Linked DNA regions of Rattus norvegicus: region 1 is linked to region 2. Evidence: chromatin contacts called from public Hi-C data. All regions are on one chromosome and are shown on one strand. Each heading gives the region's core, a stretch centred on a gene start, on an enhancer-like site or on the middle of the called end of the contact. The rest is flanking DNA. Distances are from core to core; before and after follow the strand shown.

Region 1 (3,720 bases), core at 25-2,524, 110 kb before region 2:
TAATCCAAATAAACCCTTTCCTTCCCAGGATGCTTTTGGTCATGGTGTCTATCCACAGAGACAAAAAGCAGACCGGAACAGGAGACATCAGAAGACATAACACACATATTCTATTTGTTGGCATCTGTGAGAATGCCACAGGCATGCACAAGAAGTAATACAAGTGGCCACCCCTAGACAGTAAGGCCAGGCTCAAGGGTAGAGGGATGATACCTTTGAATACAGCTCCTGTTGTGTACCCATGAAAAAGTTATTTTCCCCAAGACTACAAGGTTACACAAAATAGAAAGGATGAGTTGGAAGCTAACTAGGAGAACACACAAACATGTCTAAGGGCTAACAGGATTTGGGGTTAGCACAGACAAAGAAGGATTCCTGGGAAGTTAACAGACATTAACTTCCCTAGGAAAACTCCAGGAGAAAAGTGAGGTTGGAGGTAGCTAGAATATGGCCACATTCAGGTGAGTGTTCCTCATGAAAGTGGTTGCAGCACCCATGGGTGGGCAGCGCTAAGAGACTGAATAAGGAGAAAGCATGATTCAGAAGTCAGAGGCCGGAGGAACCTGAAGAGGGAAAAGAGAACTAGCCAAAGGGCGAGGCAGAGAGAGGAAGGTGAAGGTCCCCAGGGAACAGAGCGTTTCCAGGGGACTAGTGGTCTCCTGGAGTCTCCTGAGTAAGGACTGGGGACAGAATGGAGTTTGAAGATCCAAAGGAGAAGGAAGGCATCAGAGATCAGGATAGATCCAGTTAAGCCAGGGGCTTCTCTCCCTCCTCCCTCCGATAGGCTCACTGCTCATGGGAGGTTCTAAGCGACACAGAGCTCTTACAGGGCTGGGGGAAGGGGCTTTTAGACAACCTAATCCAGCAACTGCTGTGTAGAGTGGAAACTGAGTCAGGCAGTCTCAAATAGCTTCTCTGCAAAAATCTGTTTACACTTCAGGGAGGAAATCGCAACTTGATCTCACATTGTTTTCTGTTATTCACACATCAACGTAGACAAAATTTATGCCCAACAGCACAGTGTGTAAACAACTACTCAGGCATTAAAGGGTTCTTTCTGAGCTTTTTTTTTTTTTTCAGTTTCCTGGGAGGGAGGGAGGAAGAGCAGAGCCCAGGAAAGCAAGGAGAGATAGAAACCACTCTAGCTACTTTTACTCCCCTTTAAGGCTGCCTGGTTACAGTCCTGGGAAAGAAAACCCCTGTATTCCTCCCCTTTAATTGGGTTTATTGTTAAAGCACTGGGGCAGCTAATCCTCACAGACCTGTAGGAGCAGGCTCGCTGGCCAAGATCACAGACTGGAGCACCTTTCTTGTGAGCCCCTGGGTAAGACAGCCTGTTTCTTCTCTGGTCTCTGGGGAGGTTATCTTGTTGACACGGAGGAGAGGGAGAGGGATTGAAGACTCACCTCCTTTCAGCCCCTGTCAGTCTCTCCTGGCTCTTCTAGTCTCAAGGGTAAGTTGTAGCGGAAAAAGAATGAGGACCTGATAGGTGCTTCCTGGGGAAGATAGCTGATCATTCCTCCTGAGCTGGCCCAGGAGAACCTTCTGCATTTATGGCATAGACAGGAATAGAAGAGCATTGTAGCCAGTGAGATAGATCCTGGGTGTTGCTGAGAATGGGAGGGGGTATCAGGACCTATAGCCCCTAAGCATCCCTCTTCCAGATCACCCTTCATCCTTTACCTCTGGGTCCTAACTCACCTATCAAAGGAGAAGGCTCACCCAGCCCACAGTAGCATCCTTGGTGGGGATGGATAGATAGCTTATGGGTACAAAAGCCATGGTAAATAGCCTGTGGCTGCTCTTCAAGCTGGGGAAGAGATGGCCTCAGGCCTTGCAGCAAGCAGGGTCTCTATGGCAGGGCTCCTTCCCACCCCTGCTGCTGTATTAAGATGCAGGACACAGACAGAAGCTGAAGCTGTCAGTCATAAGCAACTCCCTTCACCTTCCCCAGGGGCTCATCCGCCCCTGGAGTCTAAACTTCCCCAGTACGGCTCTGTGGGGTACTCAAGAGTAGGTTTGGATTTGCCACCCACCCTAGCCTCTTCTCTCCACGTTAAGTTTGACGCACAACATTAACCCTGAGACTGGAGGAGGTGGCTGCAGGGCCAGCTGCAGTGTGAGCCTGGCCAGCCTCCTGCTCTGGAAACAGAAAACCGATAGGGAGGACAATCTCTGAGTTGGGTCAAGAGGGTCAAGCAGGTTCTGTCTCAGGTAAGGAATCTGTGCCAGATCACAGAGCACAGTTGGAATAGAATCATCATTCCTGTGGACCTGGGCTAAGCCGGGGCCAAAGATGAGACCCATGTCTGAAACAGACCAGAGTATAAAGTGCTTAGTAATAGCTGATACTGGCACACTTTGCAGTTGGCAATGGGCCTTTAATTCATCCAGCGATGGACTAGTTGTCTCCCCCGACCCCAACACACTTAGTATATAGAGAAGTAAGGTGATTTCCTGCTTGCTATAAAGCCAGCTGCCGCTGGCAACCCTTGTGTCCTGGCAGCCTTGAACACCAGTCCTTTCCATGTTGCTCCTGTGTGTGTGTGTGTGTGTGTGTGTGTGTGTGTGTGTGTGTGTGTGTGTAAAAAGAGTACTGTTTAAAGATGAGAAGAACTTTGGAAAAAGCCTGAGGGCTGAAGAAGCAAAGGTTTAAGATGGATCCAGGAGCAGCGCAGGCAAGAGACACTGGTCCCCAGCTTCAACAGTGAGAATTTGAACACTGTAGGAGACTCAGTCTTTATGGGATCATTGAAGCCATGTGTCTCCCAGGAATAAGTCAGGTGCTATGCAGCATGGCAGTGTCATAAGGAGGAAGGAACAGTATCCCATCGGCCACCTCCAGAAAAGAGGCAACAGGTCCTGTGGTACACTGACAAGGACACTGGGAGCCTTAGAATTGGACTTAAAGCCCACTACAGCCACATGCTATCTGTTTGATTTAGGGCATTTCCCCCTGAACGTTGTTATCCACCAGTATCTCAGCTATAAAATGGTGTAAGGTAGCAGGGAATCCACAATAGGGATCATACCTGCAAAATGTCTAGTACTGCCCTGCCTAGGGGCTCAGTCCTTCCCTGATTATCCCCTGAGACATGGGAGCAATTCTGGCTAGAAGGAAGCAAAAAGCCTCCCTCTCTAAAAGGAGGGCTCTTGTCTGTTCCCTCTCCCCCATACACACGCACACCCAGCCAGAAATAAACTGCCACACGAGTGCGTGCGAGTGACGGCACCCAGCCGCAGCAGCCTGCCAGCGCCAGGGAGTGAATGAGCTAGCTGTGGCATGAATGAGAGGAGGAGCAGTGGAGTCTGAGGGAAGGCTGTGGCTGCTGCTACAAACTGCAGGCACGCTGCCATGGTCGGCAGCAAGGGGGCTGGGGCAAGGCAGCTGCCAGCCAGAAAGTAGCAATGGGGGCAGGATTGCATGCACAGCCTATCCCTGAATGTCAGAGCTATGTCCCCAGACAGAAGGTTTGTAACTCCAAGCTATTGATGCAGCATCCTGAGTCCAGCCTGTCTGTCCTGTGCACTCCTCCAATATGGATCCTTGTTGGTCCCTTCTGAGAGCCCCAGCCAAGTGCCTGATGATGAAATTTAACAGGAATGAGTCCCAGGCCTGCATAGAGGAGTCACCTCACGCATGAGCATTAGGTACCATAGCCATCAATGTTTGACACACACAGAGACGTACAGGTGATGGTCATGAACTCCTCAGGACAA
Region 2 (3,698 bases), core at 72-2,571:
TATCCTCTTTTGTCCTGACTTAACCCATAGGTCCCTCTGGATTATAGAAACATTGCCAGAAATTTAGTCTCAGTGTCTGTCTGCCTTTAAATTGCTGCAGTCTTTTTTTCTTCCAACCCTTGGGCGCCCTCTCCTGCCAGAAGTTTGTTAAAACCTTCGGGATTCAAAACCAACCTACAAAAACCAATCATTTTCAATATACTACTAATGAATTTGCTAAAAAATACTATTCACAATGAAAACATAAAACACCTAAGAACAACCTTATCCAACGAGGTGAGGACTTTCAAACACTGAGGAGGACTTGAAGAAGACCCTAGAAATGTTCTGGCAGAATCAATATTGTGAAATGGCTCTTACCAAAAGAAATCTATAGATTCGATGCAATCCCATCAAAACCCTGATGACATTCTTCACAGAACTAGACAAAATCCTAAACTCAAACTCATTTGGCACCACAAAAGACTCCAAGAGAGCAAAAGCAAACCCAGGCACAAAGAGTAGTGCTAGAGAAACCATAGCACCCGATCTCAAATCACACCAGAGCCACAAGGACAAACCAACACAAAAGCAGAGACAGACCAGTGGACTAGCAGTGAAGACACATGCATAGACCCAGCTGCCAGGTTTTTAACACAGGCACCAAAAGCATATACCAGAGGAAGTCAGGCTCTTCAATAACCATGCTGGGGAAACTGGATAGGACACGCAGAACAAAATTAAATAGATTTCTCTCTTACCCTGCACAAAATTGAATAATGGATTTAAAGGCTTTAATTTAAGACCCAAAACTCCAAAAATGTTCAAGAAAAGATGTAAACAAAACACTTCATGATGTATGCACAAGCAAGAAGTTTCTAAAAATAACTCTAATTGCTCAAGAAATAATTCCAAGATTGACATGTGACATTGCGTGACATTTAAAAGCTTCTGCAAAGGAAATAATCAGGAGAATGAAGAGAAGGTCAACACAATGGGAGAGAATCTTTGCCAACTACCCCACTGGACAAGGAGTTAATATCTAGGCTGTATAAAGAACTGCAAAAAAAAAGTCATCTACTCAATACTTTTAAAAGTCTTCAACATTCTTGCCCATGAAAGAGATACAAATTGAAACTGCTTTAAGAGTTCATTTTACTCTGCTCAAAATGGCTACCATAAAGAAAACATTGACATCAAATGCTGGTGAGGAAGGCGGAGTGTAAACTAGGGTGAAAATTCCTCAAAAAGTAACAGGGCACTAGTTCTCCAGCTATCCCACTCCTGAGTGTTTACCCAAGGACTCTAAGACAGCATACCACAAAGACAGTCACATGTTCATAGTCGCTGCCATTCACAATATCCCGAGCCAGCCTAGATCCCCGATGAATGAGTAAAGCCATGATGGAACTTTATTCACCCCTAAGGAAAATGAAATTATGACATCTGCGGGAAAATGGATGGAAAAGTATAGTGAGAATTCTGGAATTTGGGGTTCTTTTAAAAACACAGAAATATTATAGGAATGTGCTTTCGTTTTAATCCCAGATGTGGGGCTGCTTCAGACTGTCCACAGCAGCTGATGATGATTCATTTATCTCATGCTCTAGCGGAAGTGTGGTTTTACTGGGTGCAGATAATTTGTGAGGGTGTGTGACATTTAGAATTCTGGGAACTTTTCAGAGGGTACACAAATAGAGATGGGGGTGGGTGGTGGGCAAACAGAGGTGGGGTGTGGGTGTTGGTCTTTCAAGGGAGTTACTGCAGTTCATTAGCAGGCATGCTCAAAGGAGAAACAGACGTGGAAATTAGATTCGAGGATCTCTATCTTTCTCTCTCCCTTCTCCACTTCTCTCCTATCTGGTGTTAGGAGGTGAAACAGGGGAATCAAGGGTGGGAAAAAGAAGAACCCACAAAGTAGCAAAGACCAGGTTACAGAAGAGCATTATGTTAAATAAAATAAACCATCAGAGAGACCAACAAGTTTTTAAAAACTTTGTATGTGGAATAGAGGGTTAAAAAGAGAGGGAGTGGAGGGGAAAGAGAGGGAGGGGAGGGGAAAGAGGGGTGTGTGTGTGTGTGTGTGTGTGTGCATGTGTATGAACATGTGCATGTGCGTGAACATGTGTAATGTGTGTACATGCATGTGTATATGTGTGTATGTGTGCACATGTGCACAGGAGAGTGTGTACATGTGTGTATGTGTGTGTACATTTGTATATGTGTGTGAACATGTGTGTATGTGAATGTGTATGTAGTGTGTGTGGCTGTGTGTTGAGTGTGTATACATGTGTGTGAGTGTGCCTGCTTGAGAGACACGTAAGTAGAAAGGGGACTATGAGAGGAGTCAGGGAGGTCTAAAGGGAAGGAGAGATGAATGGAGAAGGTAGTGAAATATGTGTCATGAAAGCAGAAGGCAGCATCTGGGGGAATAAAGGGACAGCAGGAGAGGAGGAGCAGAGGATGGAAGTGGAATAAGAATAAAATATAAGGACATGTATAAAAATGACCCAGTGAGACCCATTTCTTCATATGCTAACCTCCCCCGCCTCCCCACAAAAAAAAAAACCCTTAAAGCCTTTAGCATTCTAGAGCCCAGAGACTACAGCCAGTTCCCTCCCTGTTAGGCTTCGGCCAAGCCCTCAAACTCCATGAACCATCCTGACAGACATCAAATGGGAAATTAAACACCATGGGAAAGACGATCTTTTTGGATAAAGCACATTAGGATTGAAAAGGTAAGTGACACAACAGAGACGAGAATGAAGTTTAGCCATGGTGGTCAGGGCTGGGAGGAGACATGGAAGGAATTTCCCTCCCACCTCCTTTTCTTCACCCTTTCCCAAGATTTATGAATATCTGGGGAAGCCGCATTCATCTACTTTCCACAAATAGAAGGAAGCAAACGAGTAGTGCCAAGAAGCTCCCTGGGCTCAGAAGAGAAGCAGAGGGTTCAAAATCTACACTCACTTGTTTTCCTCGACACTTAGAAGTGGGCCTCTCTGCCAGAGCCATGTACCGTGTCGACTCGAGTCAGACTCCATAAATCACATCCTCCCGCCACCCTGACTTCTTTCTCCACAGGATCATTCTCTCAGCTTAGAGGATGCTCAGTGGAGCAGCATGTGGCTCAGAAATACTGGAATGAAAGATTAACTGTTGCTGCCTCTTGCTTCTGAAGGTCTGTGAAAGGGCACACACACACATACAATACACACATATAAACAACACACACACACACAAACACATGCTCTCACACAGCATGTACACTTATACACACATACACAATACACATACATACCAACACGAAACACATGTTCATATATAACATATACACAAAACATTCATATACAACACACACCCAAACACATGCTCATACAGATACACAGAAACAGATGCTTACACACACACAAACACATGCTCCTCATACAAATACACACAAATACACACAAATATACATATATAATGCACACCCAAACACATGTTCCTACACATACATACATAGCACACACTCATGTTCATACATATATATAATACACACACATGTACACAACACAAACATTCTCATATATAGATAACACACAAAACCACACATACAACACACATGTTCAAGCACATACACATAAAAATACATGTTCATACATATACATAATACACACATGTACACAACACATTCTCATATATACCTAATACACAAAACCACACATACAACACACGTG

Evidence for each region. Hi-C and Micro-C count contacts between places; a contact is called where the count stands out from the background.
Region 1: a Hi-C map of the A7r5 cell line shows a contact between it and region 2, with 3 times the contacts expected there. The contact joins the promoter of Camk1g here to the enhancer-like site in region 2. A contact is called at or near these places in 12 of 12 Hi-C or Micro-C datasets (the A7r5 cell line, the Rat2 cell line, Schwann cells and 7 more) and 1 of 1 datasets of contacts at active chromatin or transcription factors (oligodendrocytes).

The regions. Positions count from the first base shown.
Region 1 is chr13:107,427,784-107,431,503 of GRCr8, reverse strand. It overlaps Camk1g (calcium/calmodulin-dependent protein kinase IG), which reads left to right and starts at 1,274. Exons shown (of 13, transcript NM_182842.1): 1 at 1,274-1,324.
Region 2 is chr13:107,316,239-107,319,936 of GRCr8, reverse strand. It overlaps a transcript of Hsd11b1 not described here. Among named protein-coding and RNA genes, the nearest start is that of Hsd11b1, 15 kb to the right of the region's middle. Within about 2 kb of position 1,321, at least 9 of the 93 cell types and tissues checked have an H3K27ac peak or open chromatin away from gene starts, as enhancers often do. A contact at or near this core is called in the A7r5 cell line, where this site is marked.